2 separate regions of the Mus musculus genome follow, and region 1 is linked to region 2. Evidence: chromatin contacts called from public Micro-C data. All regions are on one chromosome and are shown on one strand. Each heading gives the region's core, a stretch centred on a gene start, on an enhancer-like site or on the middle of the called end of the contact. The rest is flanking DNA. Distances are from core to core; before and after follow the strand shown.

Evidence for each region. A called contact is a pair of places that touch in the nucleus more often than the background predicts.
Region 1: a Micro-C map of muscle stem cells shows a contact between it and region 2, with 6 times the contacts expected there. The contact joins two enhancer-like sites. A contact is called at or near these places in 4 of 484 Hi-C or Micro-C datasets (cortical neurons, granulosa cells and muscle stem cells).

What each region holds. Positions count from the first base shown.
Region 1 is chr1:12,271,810-12,278,672 of GRCm38.p6, reverse strand. No RefSeq gene overlaps it. Among named protein-coding and RNA genes, the nearest start is that of Gm22633, 100 kb to the left of the region's middle. Within about 2 kb of position 2,187, at least 9 of the 459 cell types and tissues checked have an H3K27ac peak or open chromatin away from gene starts, as enhancers often do. A contact at or near this core is called in muscle stem cells, where this site is marked.
Region 2 is chr1:12,116,105-12,122,919 of GRCm38.p6, reverse strand. It overlaps the pseudogene Gm7560. Among named protein-coding and RNA genes, the nearest start is that of Gm30974, 58 kb to the right of the region's middle. Within about 2 kb of position 5,424, at least 6 of the 459 cell types and tissues checked have an H3K27ac peak or open chromatin away from gene starts, as enhancers often do. A contact at or near this core is called in muscle stem cells, where this site is marked.

The DNA.
Region 1 (6,863 bases), core at 938-3,437, 160 kb before region 2:
TTTCCTACAGATCTTCCTTGCTTTCTATATTTTATTTTTAAGCTTTTTATTAGTTCTTTGAGAATTTTGTACAATGTATTTTAATCATATTTTCCTCTCCCCTAATTGATCCCAAGCCCAACCTGTCTTCTCTTCCCTGCTTACAACTCTGTGTTCCAAAATGCCCATTAACTAAGATTTGTGTTGCCCTATACTTTTTGATATATGGTCATCTAGTGGACCATAATCTACCTAGCAGGGCTTAAGGTGCAAACAATGAAAGACTACAGTTCTTTATCTAGTTATTCATCCCCCATCAATCTTCATTTGGACTGAAACAGCAATATCCTAAGAAATCTCCTTACTCCAATTTCTAAGGAGTAATTAGAATATCAGGTACTCACATATTCAAACACTATGATGTCATGTCATACAGGAATCTCCAAGGATTGGTACCACATTTGCTGCACTCAAATCTTTCTACTGTTCTGCCTTAGCCTACCTACTGATTCATTCTTTTCCTATCAGATACAAACAAGTCAACACAGACCTGCCACTCATGTCCAAAGAAGCCTTTGTGTTTTGTGTTCCCCAGGGCCTTTTATACTTAGATTATACATGTTTTCTACCAGTCACTCTAGTTAGACCTCCTGTATGAAATATTTATCTATACTCTGAGTTTTAAAAAACTCCCTGTCTTCTTGTAATATTTGTCTATCAAAACTAATAAGACTTTGGAAATAGATATGCTCAAAATACATTTTATTGAAATTCTTTGAAGAAACTTTTTGCATATTTATAATTATTTATGAAGCATAGACATGGGGTATATAGCCACCTCTGTCATTGAGGTTTCTAATGAAGATTTTTAAAAATTAAGTTTTAAAAGTTATCTCCCTTCAGGGCCTACATCTGCCACTCTTCTTTCTCGATTTCATAATTAAATTAAAATTTTTTTACTTACTTGAGACAGGGTCTTGCAATGTAGCCCTGGCTGACCTTGATACATAGACTATTTTATTTGAACTTGCAAAGATCTTTTAGATTCTGTTTCTTTTGATCATTTTAACATTATATCATATTTAATAATATCTTAACATGTTGATATATGTCTGCATAATGCTTGATTTCCTATACAATGTTATATCATTTGAATTCAAAACCCCTTATGAAACATTGATGCTGCCTCTTCTAGAATCACAGTGTTTTAAAGTCTGTGTAAAGTTAGGAAGTTGTAGCAAATAAGAAAAGGGTTAGAGTGATGAAAGATTCAGAGTAAGTGAATAGTTTACAAAATCTTGTTTTCCACATCTTAAGAACAAGGAAGCCAGACACTTCAGACTTTTACATAAAAAGCTGATATCTAGAAAACATCACAATGAAAGAATGTAATTTTTCATTACCTTCAGTTTTAAAAAGTCATTGTCTTTCTTCTTGGTGGTAATCTCACCTTTTCGATGAGATCCTGTCTATACATATGTGTTTGGAAGCCATCTACAGTTTTAGGAGAACTGAGGGCAAAATAATTGAGGTTTTTTTTTTTTTTTTTAATGTATATGAAAGGGTTTTAAATTGTGTATTAAGTAAACTATAGCCATTACTGGAGTTAATAAATGTGGAATGCTAGAAACCCCATGTTGATCAAAGAAGGTAAGGGAGAAAAATAAATCAGTAATTGTTTAGCCTTTACATTTTATTTAGCCTTTATATTTCACTCTCTGTTTTCTCCTTTTATGCTCAGCCATTGCCACCAACCAAGTGTCCAAGCTGACTTGCCTATAAAACAAACACAGAAATTATGTATTTTATTGTACTAGCCTCTAAGATCTGGAGATCCCCTCACTGGAGGTGCTATGGGGTTGAGCTAGCTGTATGTGGAGAAAAGTAATTCTATTTCTTTGCAATACCTATGGTCTAGCTATCATATTTCTAGGTGCTTACAGGAAAGCATGTACTGCCAAGAATTAGCATGAGATGATCGCAAAGATCTTTTCCAGTGGAATAGATTAAAATCTAGAAAATGACCACCACCACGTGGTTTGCAAAAAGCAAAGGCTCAACTCCTAAAAGCTAGTGGTCTTCATCTTCTGGGTGCAGCGTCAAAGCCAAGACAACCTTCCTGTTAGATCACACGGATAAAGAGAACCTCAGAAGAATGAAAGAGAAGGGGTCAGGAAAGTATTATTTTCAATTCAAAAGCATGAAGTGAGTCACAGGAACTGGGAACTAGTGAGCTCAGATTTCCCAGTTTGGTCTAGGGGAATAAGGAACCAGCAGCTGGGAGGGTGTATCAAAAATCTCCCTTGCTGGGGCAAAATAAAGAAGCTGCCAGGGATTTTAAATATTCTGGGAAGTTACTTCCTTTTGACTCATGTTTAAAATTATCAAATGATGTTAGTTTTGAAGGAAAGAAAAACCTTTCAAAATTTCTATGGATTTTTTCATCAATGGTTAAATGTTTGAGTGTATTAAATTCCCCCTGCCAACATTCCTTACATGGTAAATAATATTAAAAAGATCACACATTCTGAGATATTTCTGTAAGCAAACAGTGAAAATGTGGGAAGGGTTGTTGTGGCCATTTGTACCGACAATAACTAGACTGTTTCAACCATACAGGGATGGGTCTTAGTGATTAATTTAAAAGTTAAAGGTTCCGTCCAGCCAAGTTTCTCACTGTGTAGAGGAGAAAGAAGATTTCAGAAGTATTGTTTTGGTATATTTCTGTTCTTCCTGATGGGCATGAAAGCCTAAAATATTTATTACAATTCTAGATACAAGACTTTGGTTTATTTATTTTTTGATAATAGGGCAAGAGCTTAGCTTTGAACAATGTCGGAAATGGAAATTTTCAGACATTATTGTGCTGAAAATGCAGATAACGATGAGTCTCTATGTTTCTCCCTCTCCCTCCCCCTCTCCCTCCCCCTCTCCCTCCCCCTCTCCCTCTCCCTCTCCCTCTTTCTCTTCTCCCCCCCATCTTATCCTGTGTGGTTTACCACAAAGTATCTAAAATAAGCAGTTGCTGGGCCTTGTAAAGCATGTATCTGGGACAGACTCAAGGCTTTCTTTATTTTCCTTCCAGTAGACAGTGTGTGTTGTCATGCTGAATTAAAAAAAAAACTATTTTGGATAATTATAAGACAGTTGTTAGTTCTCTGCCCTGTGCTGTACTTTACAACACATTTTCCATTATACAACTATCTTTTTACACACTTTGTGTTAGTTTATGCCTATAGATGCATCTCTAAAAGTCCTTATTTTTACAACATAATTTAATAAGACCTCAAATTCTTCATACTGATAGCCATTATCACAGAATGGAAGACATCCCTCTAAGAGTCAATTGCGTGTTATTTATCATCTACATTTGGTCATTTGTCATAAAGCATTGGAAAATCAGTACTACTGCTGTAGCCCATTTCTTTTTTTCCTCTGAGTTCTTCAATCTTCTTCTGGTTAATGTTAAAGAATTTTAAGTTTAAGGCAAGAAGCAATGTATTAGAAACAAGATGGAAGCAGTGTACAGCAGGAGCATTCATTGAGCAGTTTGCTTTCAATCTCAGTCCTGATTCCATCCCTCACTCTGAGGTTGTAAGTTTGGAAAGAAGAACATTATTTTGCGATAGTTCTTTTAACAGAGAAGACAGCATTGTAATGTATAGAGTAACAGAATTGAGGATGTTTGTGAATCTAGCTTGCCCTTCCATCTTTCCTTCTCTCCAAAGACACCTAGGAAAACCCCTGTACTTTAAAGCAGAGGACTGCAGCTCTGATGCAGTTCTGTGTTGATTCAAATTCCCTTAGCTCTTAAAGAAGCCAACTGAAGCCTGATTACTCATCTCTGAATCTCATATGCTAATATTTCTTTGTTCACCTAAGATCTTTCCTAATTCTTTCATATTCTAATGAAGGTATTTTCTCTCTCATTTGCTGTCCATACTATGTTATTCACCCATTGATTTTTACTCAATGCCAAAGTTTGGGTTTTCCTTTTCCTTAGTCTGAGATCTTCTTGTGAGATGGACAAGCTGAAAATTCAGTGTTATTAAATCCTTATTCATTCAGGCCAGACATACACAGCAGGGATATCCTTGTAGGCATGATATTATTGCACATTGTGTAAAGATTATCCATGTATTATTCAAATGCTGATTTCTTTGCCCCCACATCTGATTGCAATCCAAATATGGTACTGTAATGCTTATTCTAAGTATTTCCTCCCCAATTGTGGATTTAAACATTATTCCCCATTGATTCTTTGACTTGTCAATAAAGTTGACCAGCCCATGGCTGAACAGAACAGAAAATAAGGCTGTATTTCCAATCTTAGCCAGGAGAAGTAGAGGGGAGTGGAGGGAAGGGGAGAAAGTATTCAACAGGGGAAGAGAAGGATCTAGAAGCTACCATGGGAACACACCTGGAGCAGAGAGAGCCTGACCAATACTAAAATACAAGTACTTGAGGATTTTGGCTGTGAGGGAGCCAGATTAGTTTAGAGGAATAGAATAGATAATAGCTGCTCAACTACTGTGCCATAAAGCCTATGAAATAAATCTTATAGTCTCTGTCTCATTTATTTGGGAACTATTCAGAATCAAGAAAATATTATCATTCTTAAAAGTGCACTAACATTTGGCATCCATCATCACTTAAAATTGCACTAACAAATATTGTTTTCAGCAGGATCAGGAATGAATTAGAATGGAAGTGATTTTCACTGTTTTCTTTGAGGTCCAAATTGTTCTAATTTTGTGTTTGAAACTTTGTCTATCACTAAAATTTACTCATGTATTTACAGGTTAAAATAATGTTAAATATTGTTAATATTTATAATAACATTATAATGCTAATGTTAAAATCAGGTAATATTTTTCTCCCTTATTTGAAATTGTTTATTTCCTTCCAATTTGCTATTTCCTCATTTCTTGTAAAGAACATTGAAGACTGGTAATCAAACTGTGTGCATAGCCACACAAAAGGCAAAAAGAATTGCTTTATCAAGACGTCTCCCAATTATAAAATCATTGCCGAACTCCTCTTAAAATTCAAGTTACTAAGTTGCAGCTTACATGTGGCATTGCAGTAGATATAGCAAAAACAGAATTGCAAAGGCTCTGCTCTGCCTCTTTGCTGAAAAAGAAAAGTCATTGGTTAGGTATTGGTACCTTGGTTCTCAATGTAGGTGTGGAAACCATTCAGGTGAGTTCCAAGTTCTGCCTAAAGTGAGTCATGCATCTGCCACTAGTTATAACTGAAATCCCTGGGCAGTACTTGCTGAGTCACTTTTAGATACTTTTGGGAGAAAATGACAAATGAATTTTGGATCAAGTAAAAACTCAAAAGAAAAAATATATAATGATCTTTCTGTTTTATTTGTTTTCCTCCCATATATCTCGATGGAGAATTTAGAAGAACTTCAAAACAGGCACTGGCATAGAATAAAACAAGTTCACCATCTCTTTACTTCAGCCATAGATTGAGAAGAGAAAACTCTGTAAGATGAAGATTTGTAAAATAGAAAACAACAAACAAAGAACTCAGCTCCTGTTCTGGCCCCTCGCTAATCTCAATCTTGCACTTGACTACCATGGAGTCACCTAGACCTTCAAAAGAAAATTATAAATTTTTGCTTTAATCAGCAACTCCCTATGTTCCAATGAATGAAGAAAGACTTCTTTATTTTTCCCTCCTCAAGTCTACTAGCTTCATGCCCAAGGCAAACCCTATTCAGAATAACTTAGTATTGGAGAGAGGACGAGACTCCAGTAGAGGTTCAGAGGATAGGTCCAATGGATGTCAGCATGTATGTGGGAAAATCACAGAAATGGGAAAAGTGGAGAAAGAGACCCCTATATATGTACACAAAATATCAGGCTGTTCTTCAATCTGAGTAGGGGTTGAGGAGCGTTGTTTCAATTCATCATGACAAAGGCATGGTCCCAGAAGTACATGTGGGGATCAGTGCCAAAGCACTAATGAGACTTTAAACACACACAAAATCACCTGTCTATATAAGGTGATTTCACAGAGTATGACCCAACCACACACATTGCAAAACCATCAATTCATAACGTAAGGGCTGGAGAGATGGCTCAGCTGTTAAGAGCACCGACTGCTCTTCCGAAGGTCCTGAGTTCAAATCCCAGCAACCACATGATGGCTCACAACCATCTGTAATGAGATCTGATGCCTTCTTCTGGTGTGTCTGAAGACAGCTACAGTGTACTTTGATGTAATAATAAAATCTTTTAAAAAAATTCATAACGTAAAATGACTTAATATCCAACCATCTAGGAAAAATTTTAAGTACTTTAGGAAGAAAAAACAGTGAAAAAATACCAACACTTGAACCATCTCAAATGGTAACATATATATATATATATATATATATATATATGAATGAATGATAGGGTCCATTAAGCAGCTATGATAGCTGTCAAATAAGAGTGAACTCAATGGAGAGCAAAAGCTGTTAGCTCAGGAATGAGCAATACAGAAAGAGCTAAAGGAAAACTGGTATTGAAAACAAGGCAAATGAGAACAGATTACACTGCCGAAAACAGCAGAATAGTAACCATGAAAGAGGCAGGTAGCCTCAGGACAGAAATGTTCACAACCTGAACAAGCAAGGAATATATGTGAACATGATGTGAGGCTGCACATCTTGTAATAAAAAGTGGTATGACACAGAAAAATATGACTATAAACTTTACAAATTTGTTGCAAGATGTGCAAATATATCAGTTCAAGAAAACTAGAAATCTGAACATGATAAATGCAAAGAAAGGCGTTCAGAGATGCTTTAGAGTCAAAGCTGAAAATTTTGAAAGTGGAAAAAGAAAAGCAGCATAGACCACACATGAAGCGATAATTGGAATGAC
Region 2 (6,815 bases), core at 4,175-6,674:
AAAGCACATGAGGTAAAAGTGTAAAAGCAAATACAGCACAGTGCAGTCGTTGATAAGCCAATAAGGATTTTATTATTCCAAAGTGGATTTGCTTAGGCTGATAAATCCAATAACCTCTATAAAATACTCTTTCATTCCTCCTCCTGATAAGCATGCCATTGAAATTTCTAAAGATAAATGTATTAAAAGAAGATAAATGTATTTTAAAGAATAAATAAAGCTTTACTATGTATGTACTTATCAGTTGCCTTGCTATAAACTGCACAAAATAATTTCTGATACTTTTAGAGTAAGAACATCAGACTTCTAGGTCTTGAAACTAACATGCCTGATGAATAGAGCATCTTGACTCACACCGAGGGGCAAAGGAGGGTGCAGTATTTTAATTCAGCCCTACTAACATTTGTAATATTTAGTGCCCAACTTCTAGCATTGACGTCCTGTTTGAATGCTAAATTTATGAAGCACATTTAAGATGATAATGAAATAAATAAAAAGTACTATATTTGGCAGTAAACCAAGCTAATACCAGTTAATTCAAACATAAACCATCCCAATAGCATGAAAATAAATGCATGAAGCACCAAGAGCACAACACCCGGACGATGAGCTTTCTGTCTTAGGGCAGTTGGAAGACAATTCCAGTTTATGAGATGTATAAAACCCCAATTAGTTTATCCCAGCTCTATCTGGTCCTAATTAGAAGAGCAGACAAACAGTGCTAAGTGGGCATGAATGACGAGTCACCTTGTTTCATTCACTGAATGTGAGGGGATAGTACAACCACTCCCCCCCCTCCTCCTCCTCCTTCTCCTCCTCCCCCCTTCTTCCTCCTTCTTTTTGGTTTTGGTTATTATCAGGAGTGACTGAAATAAAAAATATAAGTGAGTCTCATCATTATTGTCATTATGGAAATGGCTTTAAGAAAAAACTGGTCAGATGAAAATTGTTGCTTTCCACTTCTCAACTGGTAAATAGTTGCCATTGATAAAACAGACAAACCCAGAGAATCTCTGTCCAGAATGTTCAAGATATGGTATATTATTAAGCATGCCTGTTCTCAGGGAGAACACCTAGGACATAACTATGTGTATTTCTTGATCCCATCATACAAGACAAGCACAAATGTACCACCCATGCCTCTGAGAACGTTGGACCATGCACCCTTGAAAAAAGCCTTGCTCCCTTCATAGCAAGCGATCTTCTGCCAGCAGTCAAGCATGCCTGTGTACATGATATCAGGTCCTTTGCGTCTTGACTGCATCATGGTACAACAGCGAACAGTGTCAAAAGGATAGGAAGTCAGGCCAGCGACAGTAGTGACAGACTGCAATCATCCAGCTGATGAAGATGTGAGTATTCTTGGGATCTGGGAGCATTCCCTTTGCAGTGTCATAGATACCAACGTAGGCAGCTGGGTAGATGATAATGCCCTGTACTGACAATTAAAGCCTTGGTCGGATTTGTAGATTTTAACTAGGCAGTCACCAAAGCCTTTGAATTCCCTTTCAGCTCCAGTTTTGCCCACATCAGCTGCTAGATGGGTACGGGCAAAATCAAGAGGGTACACAAAGCACAAGGATGTGGCCCCAGTGGCACCACCTGATGCCAGGTTCCCTGCAAAGTAGCACCAAAACTGGGTCCTCTTGTCTACACCACCCAGAAAGATCTGCTTGTATTTATCTTTGAAGGCAAAGTTGAGAGCCTGGGTGGGGAAGTATCTGATGACATTGGCCAGATTCCCACGCCAGAAGGACAGGACTCCCTGTTCCTTGGGGTTACAAACCACGAAGTCTATTATGCCCTTGTATTGCTTATCTGCTGTGATTAGCTTGCTGGCATGCTGCACATACAGCAGCAGCTTGACACTCTCGATGGGTGCTACCGTGGTCTTTGTGAGGGCCGCGACCACTCCACCATCCAAGAAGTCCTTAGGGAAGGACACAGGGTATCATCTGTCATGTCGAAAGCAAAAAAAAAAAAAAGAAAAAGAAAAAGAAAAGAAAAAAAAGAGAAGAGAAGAGAAGAGAAGAGAAGAAAAGAAAAGAAAAGAAAAGAAAAGAAAAGAAAAGAAAAGAAAAGAAAAGAAAAGAAAAGAAAAGAAAAGAAAAAGAGGCAGATGAATGCATGACAGGACTGGGTTGACAACCGGCTTTGATTTCCAAACTCTCAATACAACCACTTTTTTTGGGGGGTGGGGGTTCGAGACAGGGTTTCTCTGTATAGCCCTGGCTGTCCTGGAACTCACTCTGTAGACCAGGCTGCCCTCAAACTGAGAAATCCACCTGCCTCTTCCTCCCAAGTGCTGGGATTAAAGGTGTGTGCATTGTTGTTAGACTCTCTTGTATGTAAGTCACACCCCATGCAAGAGTTTTCCTTGGGGATCACAGAGCAGAAGGTATTCTGGGAAAAACTAGAATTTGTTTCCAGAGTCTCCTTTCTATTAATCACCCTACTATGCTATGTAAAATAAAACTTAGAATTTACAAGGACAGAAAAAGGCAAAATTTAGTCTTAGTTAAATTAATGATCTGAACTCCAAAAGTTTGGTCTGATGACTGCTATTGCCTCACAGTGTGATTTTTGTTCTCTAGTCCATAATAGAGTTGTTGAGTTGAAATGAACTATCCTAACTTTCCTAGCTCATCATTAATCATGCAGCCAACACTCCAAGTGTTAATTATTATAGTTCTTCTGTAAAGTCCATAAATGCTCACTACCAATCAATTCAAACATAAAGCATTTCTCTATGGTGCAAATATCCAAAATACTTTCAATGAGGTTTTTTTTGAAATTCTTACTATGTTATTACTACCTGCTGTCACTTGACAGTGCAACAGAACAGCAGAAGTTATTTTTCCACTCCAGCTGTAGCTATTATCTATTAACCATCCTGTCCTCATCATTCCCTCCTACTCACAATCTCTAACCATTGATATTTATTATATTTTCAATTTCTATTAGGACGATTTCACTTAAATTTTTCATAGTACTTACCTTCACTTAATATTTTACATATGTGCGCACTATTAACTTGTTTCTATTTTACGTATACAATATTTTTCTTATTAATTTTTTTCATTCTTTAACAGATGTATACTCTAAGAGCAAGGATTTTTTTTGGGGGGGGGGAGGAAAGGGTTTATTCATCTTACATTTCCACATTGTTGTTCATCACTGAAGGAAGTCAGGACTGGAACTCACACAGGGCAGGAAGCAGGAGCTGATGCAGAGGCCATGGAGAGATGTTCTTTACTGGCTTGCCTCCCCTGGCTTGCTCAGCCTGCTCTCTTATAGAACCCAAGACTACCAGCCCAGAGATGGTCCCACCCACAATGGGTCCTCCACCCTTGATCACTAGTTGGGAAAATGCCTTACAGCTGGATCTCATGGAGGCATTTTCTCAACTGAAGCTCCTTTCTCTGTGATAACTCCAGCCTGTGTCAAGTTGACACAAAACCAGCCAGTACAATTGACCCCTTGTCAACTTGACACACAAACACATCACTAGTAAGCCTCAACCCTTAGTTACTTATTCAGCCCCAAGATCTAAATAACTTTCAAAGTCCTACAGTCTTTACATATTCTTAAAATTTCAATCTCCTTAAAATATTCAATCTCTTTTAAAATTCAAAGTCTCTTAACTGTGGGCTCCACTAAAATACTTTCTTCCTTCAAGAGGGAAAAATATCAGGGCACAGTCACAATCAAAAGCAAAAATTAAACTCCAACTGTCCAATGTCTGGGATCCAACTCATGATCTTTTGGGCTCCTCCAAGGGCTTGGGTCACTTCTCCAGTCCTGTGCTTTGTAGCACACAGCTGAGCAAGGATTTTTATGTTGCTTGTTTAGCCAGTGCAAACCAAGTTAGACAGTGGTAAATATTTGAAGTAATTGCAGTGTAGAACTTTCCTCTGTCCTTGATATGACCATTGTCATCTGGAGCATAGTTGTTGTGGGGACTGTTATGAAAAGAAACTCAACACATGATACAACAGCTAGCCAGACCTATGGTATTAGAGCTGCATACATCCCTTCTTAGGGGAAAAAAGAGAGGAACAAAATCTCGAGAAGTCTGTCCCTGAAAACTGCTGCTCCTTCTTGCCTGGCTACATAATCATGGGAATGCTAAAGTATTTGAGGAGAAAATATTGATTGGGAGTGTGACATTTGGTATTGTAGCGACCTCCTAGAGGAGTCCACGTTCATCTCGGTAATGTGCTCCTTCACTGGCCAAGTTTCTGGGTATGCTAGTTATTTTTGCCTTATTGTATATGTTGGAAACAAATCACTGTATGTGCCTCAATCTCAATGAGAGGGAAATTGACTTCAATTTTTTTCAAAGTAAGAGTTTCAAATAATTTCCATATTATATAAAGAGCTGTATTCAGATACAACCAAACTTTTATTTCAGAACATATTTTTAAATATACTTACTTTATTTTATGTGTGTTGGTGCTAGGCTGCATGTGAACCTAAGCATCACATGCGGGCAGTGCCTAAAGTGCCCAGAAGAGATGATTAGATCTCCTGTACCTGGCATTTCAGACAGTTGTGAGCCTCCATGTGAGTGATGGAAATCAATCCTAGGTCCAGTGCAAACCAAGCCAGACTGTGGTAAATATTTGAAGTAATTGCAGTGTAGAACTTTCCTCTGTCCTTGATATGACCATTGTCATCTGGAGCAGCCAGAACTCTGAACCACTTACTGAGCCCTCTCTTTAGCCCTCCTATAATGCAATTTTAATCTCACATAGAAAACATTTTGTTACAGCAGAATATAAAAATGTATAGCGATGCCTGTCACCATACACACAAAGCTGGTAGACCATCTTCGTATGTATGCAGCAATGACATAACATCAATAACTTTTGCAAAGACTTTTCTTTTATGGTTCATTACAAACAAGAGTAGGGGGGTGTAAACATTTCTAGCAAGCACCAAAGAACTAAATAATGAACAAGGGAATATTTTATACAATAGCCAGAGGCAGTGTTGGCCAATTTATTAAGTAAAATTTAATTTGATAATCTTGTCTTGAATGTTGGCAAAAAATGCCTGTAAAAGGAACAGAAGCAATGGGGACCATCGTAAGATTACTTGGAGGTTTCATTTTTCCATTGCTTGTTTCGCTTTAAAGTAAGAAAAAAATCATAGTGACTCAAAAGATTATACGTTATTCCAGGCTAGCAATTCTCCCCCTACTCTGTGAAAGACTGTACATTGTTCAATAAATTAAAAACTCTAAAGTGTCTACTAATTAGTTGCTTTATAAATATGAAGCACAAAAATTGATTTGCCAGTTTTCTCTTTTAAGTAAAGTGACTCATTGTTTTGATGTCTACCATATGACACATTGTTTCTTAGCTGCTCTGAGTGGCCTTTAAGAGACCTCTGCTTTTAAAAATCTTGTTTCATTTATAAAAAAAATAAGCAAAACTTGTTAGAATTTAGGGCGTGATGCCCACACGGCCATGACTACTGGGCTATGTCTCATTATTGAATGTCATACTTGAATCACTCTGGAGCTAATTTTGCTGAGAGATCCTGGGGCCTAAAGTGATAATTAACCTACCCATGGCCAGATGATGAGCACAGTTAGAATTGAAGTACAGACTTTCTGACTCATTTTCGCTGATTATATTTCTTACATGTCTTTGTTTAGATTGAGCCTCACTTACATGACCAATAAAGAATCTAAAAAATGCAGGGCTTCTTTGTGAATGAGTTTCCTCATGGGGTTCTGCCAATCTTCTTGTGGGTCTGTGGAATTCCAAAAAAAACCATGGGACAGCTGCATTATCCTCTTTCGTATTACATAGGAGAGACCCCCTAATAATGCTAAGCTGTGATATTTAGTTCATCAGTAATAACAGTTTGGATTTAGGGAACAGTTGCATTGATTAACCAATATAATTTCCAGAAGACACAGGAAAGCATAATTACCAAGCTCTGGTCTTCCAAACATCTCTGTGCAGGTTGGACTGCCCATGTAGACACAAATCCCTTCCTTACTCTGAGAGAAGAGTGGATCAGGAAGGGAGAAGAAAGGAAGAAGGGGTTGGAGGCGTGGGGTGCTGACACATGTTCTGGGGTGTAAGTTTTAATATTCAACATATTTTGAGTCCTATTGACACCTTCAGCTCTAATGACAGAGAAAGCTATTACAATGGGAATTTAAAGAAAATAGTATCAAATAGCTAAATTAAAGAAACGAAGGATTTGGATAGTTGTGTTAACTGGGCAAGTATCTTTGTCTTTCTGTTCTTCCTTTTTAATAGTGAAATAGTAGTAGAGATTCCATGTAAAAATCTTAGCGTTTGTGTTAATGCACCACAAATGCTAAAGTGTTACTATTATTTTATACCTATATCTGAGATTGGAGTTAAATGGATCTATACTAACTATTTCTATTATTTAACTGTCAACTGTTTCAGATTGTAAAATAGTTTGGCTTGGTTTAGTATTACTAAAAACTTTTGACATATTCTCTGGAGTCTCATGACTTTAGGATATAAATAAGGTCTACATAGTGACAGTTTACTCTTATAGCATCAACCTCAGAAGACAAGATACTAGCTACAACAAAGCTTGACTTATAAAAAACTACTATTGCAGAAGAAGTGGTAGAGTTTGCCTTGGATCAAGATGTGGGCAATGTGATCACTAATATCCAGTGGTTAGGTGGAGTTGGTAGCAAAGGATGTAGAGGTGAGGAGAAGGGCTAGATGCTTAATAGAAGTACTTTAATGTTTCTAGTTTCCTGATGAAGAAGGAAGCAAGATAAACTTTACCTAGAGAGAGTGTTAGAAAGC